2 separate regions of the Mus musculus genome follow, and region 2 is linked to region 1. Evidence: chromatin contacts called from public promoter capture Hi-C data. All regions are on one chromosome and are shown on one strand. Each heading gives the region's core, a stretch centred on a gene start, on an enhancer-like site or on the middle of the called end of the contact. The rest is flanking DNA. Distances are from core to core; before and after follow the strand shown.

Region 1 (3,563 bases), core at 607-3,106:
TGGCTGACCTGGAACTCACTCTGTAGACCAGGCTGACCTGAAACTCACCCACTTGTCTCTCTACCTCTGAGTGCTGGCATAGTGAGCCACCACCAATGGCACTGCCTCCAGCTCTTTAGAGCTGGGATTACAGGGATACACCAACATGCCCAGAGCTTTTTTGTTGCTACTGTTTGCTTTTTCACACTTGACACAAACTTTCCTGCTAAAACCCTCTTCTTTGTTATTTCATTTTGTTTCTTGGGTTTTTTGTGAGCAGGAAACAATAAAAGAGATTTTAACTACCCTCTTATATAAAAGATGTGACTAGCTGTGACTGCTTCCCCTCTCACTGACAATGCCCACTTCCAACATCTAAAATGTCCAGCACTATCTGAAAGCTATGGCTAAAAGGATCAAGCTTCCAAACTCCTGGGAAAACAGTATTCCTCTTCTAAGGAACTCCAACATATTAACATCATTTTAAAAAAAGACAAAGGAGCCCACACAGCTTAATTTCAATTCAGGCATGACAGGAAAACGTTGGTAATGACAAAGCACTTTTAACAAGCCGGAGGAAAAGCCTTCCACCTCTGCAGCTTCCTGCGACTCATCCCCATCCTCAAAGACAACTGCCTTCTTCTATCTGTCAAGTCTCTCCTAGGAGCCTGAAGGCTTCCGTTCAGGTCAGCAGCTGGCGCTATCAGTGGTACTGAAAATGCAATTATTTATTCGCGATAAGCTCCCCGCTCAGCTTCGGTACAGCAGCATCTGCAGTATCTATCCTCAACAGATCATCATGCACTGCATCACTTTTAATGTCGTAACGTCATGCAAATTCCATGTTAATCGATAGATAAGACTGATGTTTCCGAGAAGATTTGCCCTTCGGGAAGGCAGGAAGACATTTTGAGGAACCCGAAAAACAAATCCTTTCGGCATTAGGTGTTCAAGGAGAGCAAAATAACACACTCGACTAAAAGCAAGCATTTCTCAAGAGATTATGTGGGTTGACTTAAGAATATGAATCACCCACATAAGCTATAACCAGTCCTTTCCACCTTGAACGAGGATAGATGCCACAACCTCAAAATAAATGAAATCATGTCTGACAGGCATAGCTGACAGGGCTGACAGGGCTGACAGCCTCCAGTGAGTTACCGCCCTCCTCCTGTTCCTTCATGATTACAGGCCTCTCCAAGACTATCTCTACCCCCACTGAAACCAAACACAATACGAATTTGGAAAAGCGGTTTCCAGGGGTCGCGAAATGAAGTACGAAGAAAGTAATTCTGCAAAAGGGTGATCCAAACCCAAGGTCCTCCCAGGAGGACTCTCGCTCGGATTCTCCAATCCTCCCTTTCTAGCAGGGAGCATTTGTCGTTCACCTCTTCGTTTCTAAGCTGCACAGTGAGAGCGCAGAAATTTTCTGGACCAGGCATAACCTGTCTCCTGGTTAGGGAAGAAATCCCCAAATTGTAAGACCCTTTAAGAAATCCCCCCAGATCACTCTGCCTATCCGATCTCTTCTGTCCTTTCGCCTCCTCCTCTCCCGGGTCATTCCTGAGCAGTGGCCCTCCAGTTCCTCTGCCCACAGGAAGGGTGTCCGAAGAGGGAGATGAGCCCCCCATATTTTTCTCAGAGACCTAAGATCCTGGCTAATTCTTCTGACAAGCATCCGAGGTATCCGAGTGCGCTCCACGTCCCCTCGAAAGCCACTCGGGGAAGCGCTCTTTCTACAACCCCAGCTCACCTCTCGCCGGCTCCGCCGCCGCCGCGACCGCAGCCGCCGCAGCAAAGCGACCCCGGCTCAGGCTGAGCAGAGTCGCCGACCAGCGTACGCAAGCAAGGCTCCGCCCCCACGCCACCGTCGAGTCCCGCCCCCGAGATGATTTCATCTCAGTTGACCAATAGGATGCTGCCTCTCCCCTGCTGCCGCAGTGCAGAGTCTATGGGGCTCGGGCGAGTCCTGGTGTGCAGTCGCCATCTTTGTTCCGGCGTTGTGATTTCTATCCCAGTTTGGAAGTCATCTGGGCTGGGCGTGTGACTTTTGAAGTGTTTGCCTTTTGAGCCCATCAGAATCCTTTCTCTCTATTATCCTCGGAGCAAGGTTACCTGCCATCTCTACTTTCCAGAGAACCAATTCACAACTTTTTCTTGGAGAAAGCAGCATGAAAGAAATGGGCACATTATAGAATGATCTGAGAGCTTGAAGGGAGCCTCAAAGCTAGTCTTCTTTACGTATACGCATCCTATGTCGTTCTTAGACCTCTGAAAATATTTGAGCCCCAGACTGGAGAGCGACTTAAGATAAGTCCTATATTAGAGACATAGGATCTCGTCCACTTACAAAGTATCGGATTCATTCTTCCAGCAGCTACCTAGGATTTACACTTATCCAAATTGGAAAAAAAAAAAAAATCCCCGGAAGACCACATGTTGACAAAGTAATTATTTTTATCTTGCTTACTAGGTTTCTGTGAACCCATCTGACCACGTAGGAGTTTTCAGTTCCTCATATATCTTTTGAATGCAAAATAATACCTACCTTTTTTTTTTAAAGCTCCTTTTCTAAATATTGATAGAGTCCTTTCCCCCCAATTAAAGAAGAGTAGGGAGTCAGCAGAAACATCAGGAGGAACTTGGAGAACTGGTCAGTCAGTCTCTGTGGGTGGCGGAACTCATTGAGATTCAAGTGTAGTGAAGGAGGTATTTCGGATTTAAAAAAAAAAAAAAAAGCAACTTGTACTGATAATTTTTATCTGCTTGGCAGAAGTATTACAAAACGTGTTTTGTGAGCCCGAACAAAATGATGGACACAGTGAACATTTTATTTGAATTTTTCTACTGCACATGGTAATTGAAGGTATTGCTTCATTACAATTCTCTCGAGAAGCAGCATTTCTGAGACCTAGGCTTTACGGTTTTCACATTCTGAAGCTCCTTCTACAGGCAGGGACCCACAATTGAAATCCTGCCAAGTATTTCACAATGACTGTCACTTCCTTCCTCGTAGACTTAGAAAAAAAAAGCTAACCTCAGAGTCAGCTGCTTCCTAACCGCAAACAAGTGTTTCATACACTACCTGTAAGAAAGCCTATCCCGGACTATAGTTCACTTGAGTTGTTTCTACACCCCACGCCGTGGTTTCCCTGAAAGTACATCCTCTTAGAGGTCCAATAATAATAATAATAATAATAATAATAATAGTTATTATGGAGGTCAGAGAACAACTTAGTGGGAGTTGGTTCTCTTTAACCCCGAGTTACCCAGGAATTGAACTTGGGCATCAGGCTTGTCTGAAATACTTTAACCTGTTAAGCTAAGACTTTCTTCTTCTTCTTCTTCTTCTTCTTCTTCTTCTTCTTCTTCTTCTTCTTCTTCTTCTTCTTCTTCTTCTTCCTTTCATCTCCTGCTAGACATCTTTCCCCAGTGTTCATCTATTTTCTTTCCGTGCTCTAATCTTGGCCATCTTGCCTCTCACTAATTTCAAATGTCTATGGTTTGGGATTCATGTCTATTTTTCTATCCTCCACCTTTCTTTATGGTCAGAGAGGGCATTTCTGTCTGTTAGATGATACCTC
Region 2 (3,563 bases), core at 630-3,129, 240 kb before region 1:
ATTGTGTCGTGAGTCCCCTTTGCTGCCATTTCCACCAATCCACAGGTCTGTGGGAAGGATGAGAGTAAGTGGGTAGGGAGGGGAGGAGCGCCATTCCTGGTTCCAGCAGGGAAAAGGGGGGAAAAATGGCTGCTGAGAAATGGACCCTAGGCCTGGGCATCGCTGTCTTTACTCCTCCACACCACAAGAGTAACAAGGAACGGGATGAGGCAGATGGGGGCTATGATCATGGCCAGGAGCACATCCTCTGGGGGATCAGAGAAGGTGGGCTGCACCAGGGAGCAGTTCGCAAAGTGTATCAGGTGAGCCTCAAGGATGATGTTTTCTGCCAAGGGATTTGGGAAGCCCAGCCCAAACTTGTCTGCATTGTATTCCAAGCAGTTCTGCAGGTCGCTGTAATGCCTGGGAAGCAGTAGGGGGTTTGAGTGAGGGAATGGATGGGCACAGGGAGAAGGATGTTCCCGCCCACAAGGAACAGGTCCAACTCCTGGCCTGAGCCATCCATCCTTCAACACTGCCCCTACCTGCTAATCAAAGTCCAGTTGCACCAGTCCTTGACAGAGTCCATGCAACTCTTGTACTCATACCAGCAAGGTAGGACATGTGTTTCGTAGTCTTCCATCTTCCCTGTGGGGACATAGGCTTCACAAAGACCACACCCCTGACCTTCCCTCCAAGCCTTCCGATCCAGGTATTTCCAAAGTACAGTCCTCTGCCTTCAGAGAAGGGAATCCCCTTTGAAAAGTTCCCTAGCAGGACACTCGTGACTAAGAGGAGCATTCTCTCTCAGGACTCAGTGCCTCAGGGATCCTGTAATGGCAATCATGTGCATAGAATTTCCTTTCCTAGCCCTGAAAGCATATCCACACACACCCAGTCTTGCCCTTCTTACCCAACTGGGGCAAGACACTGGCCTGTGTGGTAGGGAGAAAGACCATAGGAACCCCAAGAGACACCAGAGAGGTTAGAGGGCATCAGTTGGTCCTCAGGTTGTCTTGTGAAAGGATTCCTCCCGTGTTGGGTTTATCCTTCCCTCTAGGTCACTCTCCCACAGACTTAGGCACTCACCTTTTGACACAAGGCTGTCCTCAGTGGGATGAGATTGATTCTGGGACTCCGGAAGAGATTGGTTCAGGGACTCCGGAGAGGCTGAGACAGCTGTATAAAGAAATGAAAGGAAAGGCCTGAATAGTGGTGGGGAGAGGTCTGAATAGTGGTGCCTGTTTACGGGTAGTGACCAAGGCCCTGGGAAGTCAGCACTGCTTTGGAACATAAAGAGGAATAATCTCCCCACCTCCCCCATGGGATTATCCTATTGAGGGAAGGGAGCGGCTGGTACCAGCTGCGTCCCAATCACATCCTGGTCCAAAGCCCCCTCCCTCTTTATCAGTCCTGAACCTCCTAAGACCTCTCCGTCCGGTCTGGGCAGGCACCCCAGCTTTTAAGTAGGAAGCAGCATTAAGTGGGAAGTAGCCGGCCTGCGCCAACCCAGAGATGTATTCAGGACCCATCTGCAGTTCAGAGGTGCTCCGCACGTCGATTGGTACTCGCAGGGTGGTCCCGTGCTGGCCTCGATGTCCCAGGCCCCTTCCCCTCCCGGACCTCCCACATCTCCCACCCGGGCCCGACACGGTGCTCACCGCCCAGCAGCAGCAGCAGCAGCAGCAACAGCGGAGGGAGGCACAACGCTGTCGGCCGCTGGGCGCGGGTCACACCAAGCCGAGATCCACCCGGGGCGCGCTCTACCCGGAGCGGGGCCATCACGCCTTGGGTGAGATGGCGAGGAGGGGCAGCGGAGCTGAGCTGGCCCGGGCGGGGGCGCCTATATCCCCGGCCCGAGCCGCAGGAAGCTGCGCCGCTTCCTCGGAGGGGCTGGCACGGCGGCGGCCACGTGGGGGGCGGGCTGCAGGGGGAGTCACTGCCGCACCCGCGCCTCGCTCGGCCCGGAGCGCCCTGGCCCACTCTCGCTTCCAGCTCGGGCTGCGGGGCTGGACAGCTCCCCCTGTACCCCGTGAACTGCGATCCACTTCCCTCCCTGGACTAGCTCAAGTCTCCCAGCATCAGCCGAAGGATTCCAGTCGTTCACTCCTTCTCGCACCGGAGGGGTGGGGACCAGCTGCCGTCCCAGACCTGGGGAAGAAGGAGGCAGTTGGGAGCTCCAAAGGCCTCCGATGCCTGGGTATCTGAGGCAGGGGAGTTTGGGGGAAGCGGCGTCAAGAGCTGCGCCCGCCCCACTTTCTTTTCCCAGGGAACACCCACTGATGTCTGCCAAAATCCGGAGAGGAGAGGGGCCTGGCTCTACTGAGAAAGGAAGAAGGTCTGAGAAGCAGGGTAGGGAGGAGTTAAAGTCTAAATAAACCCCCTTCAATGTAAATTCTGAGACCTTTACCCACAAACCTGATATTGGAGTGCAAAAAGTAAGTTGACTACATTTCCAGGAAAATGGCTACCCAGGTTGCTAGAGCGAAGGGAGATACTAGAACTTCCAATGTGCTTCTTAGTGTTTGAGGTGAGTTGTTGCTGTGGTGGTTGCTGTTGCTGCTGCTGCTGCTCCTGGAACCTCAGCCCCAAGGCAAGCAAGCATATTATCACCATCACCTATTTTATAGAGGAGGAGGCAGCTAAAGCTCAAGGAGAGACCCCAGGACTTGAACTGAAAAGTTCTGTTCCCAAATCTACCTTCCCCAGCTCTACAGCCTTGGAGTCTTATACGGTTGTCCGTTGTTTTCTCATGCACTATTAGGACCTTGCTCTCCTCCTGCTCTGGAGGAATCTCCTTTGTGGAAAGAGAAGCCGGTTTTCTTTTTTTCCTTTCCTGAGTGACTTGGCTAAGGTCACGTTTTACTGGGAAGCCCCAAAGGCTCAGTCTGGGCCCCCAGGGACCCTGCCAGCTATCACAACTCAGCTGTTGCTGTATATTGGGCCAGCCAGCCATTAGCCTGAATTAGCCCAGGGGCTTGTTTGGCCGCACTTTTCAACTCCAGGCACACAGCTGTCAGCGCAAAACTTTCCCAATTACTCCCAGACATTGACCCTTGAACTCAGCTGTTGCTGTTGTCCCAGTTTACTGATTCCTGTCCACCAAAGTTATCTTTTATGGTCCTCCCTTAAAAAAAAAAAAAAAAAAAAAAAAAGCATTGCAAGACTTCCAGCTGGCCACAGGCAGCTGGAATTAATTATAGGCAGCTATAAGGGGTAGGGGTAGCCCTTTGAACACCTCAAAGTTCTGTTGGTAAGGATCAGAGGTGCAGAGAACCAGGTAGCCTCAGAGCCACTTCAAACTGGGGACCAAGAATGGAAGAATTCTTCAGAGAATTGCCCTTTTACTCTTTACATTTTAAATACTTTTTAATGTATGTCACCTTGTGTGGGTGCACATATATGTATGTGTGTGTGCAGGTGCCTGAAGAAGCCAGAGTAGAGTACGGGGGTCCTTTGGAGCTGAAGTTGCAGGGGAGTGTGAGCCACCTGATATGAATGCTGGGAACTGAACTTCCTCCTGTACAAGAGCAGAAAATGCTCTTAACCACTAACTCCCTGGGCTTGCTTGCCTTCCTTCCTTC

The links. Capture Hi-C pulls out chosen DNA fragments and counts their contacts.
Region 2: a contact with region 1 is called in a promoter capture Hi-C map of liver. The contact joins the promoter of Ramp2 here to the promoter of Atp6v0a1 in region 1. A contact is called at or near these places in 4 of 39 promoter capture datasets (3T3-L1-derived adipocytes, cranial neural crest and liver), 3 of 115 datasets of contacts at active chromatin or transcription factors (extraembryonic endoderm stem cells, memory CD8 T cells and pancreatic cancer cells) and 3 of 9 other capture datasets (adipose tissue, liver and pancreatic islet).

The regions. Positions count from the first base shown.
Region 1 is chr11:101,007,734-101,011,296 of GRCm38.p6, reverse strand. It overlaps Atp6v0a1 (ATPase, H+ transporting, lysosomal V0 subunit A1), which reads right to left and starts at 1,856. Exons shown (of 22, transcript NM_016920.4): 1 at 1,733-1,856.
Region 2 is chr11:101,244,650-101,248,212 of GRCm38.p6, reverse strand. Ramp2 (receptor (calcitonin) activity modifying protein 2) reads right to left here and starts at 1,879. Exons shown (of 4, transcript NM_019444.2): 1 at 1,641-1,879; 2 at 1,069-1,158; 3 at 525-627; 4 at 1-402. The coding sequence starts at 1,761. The coding sequence ends at 147.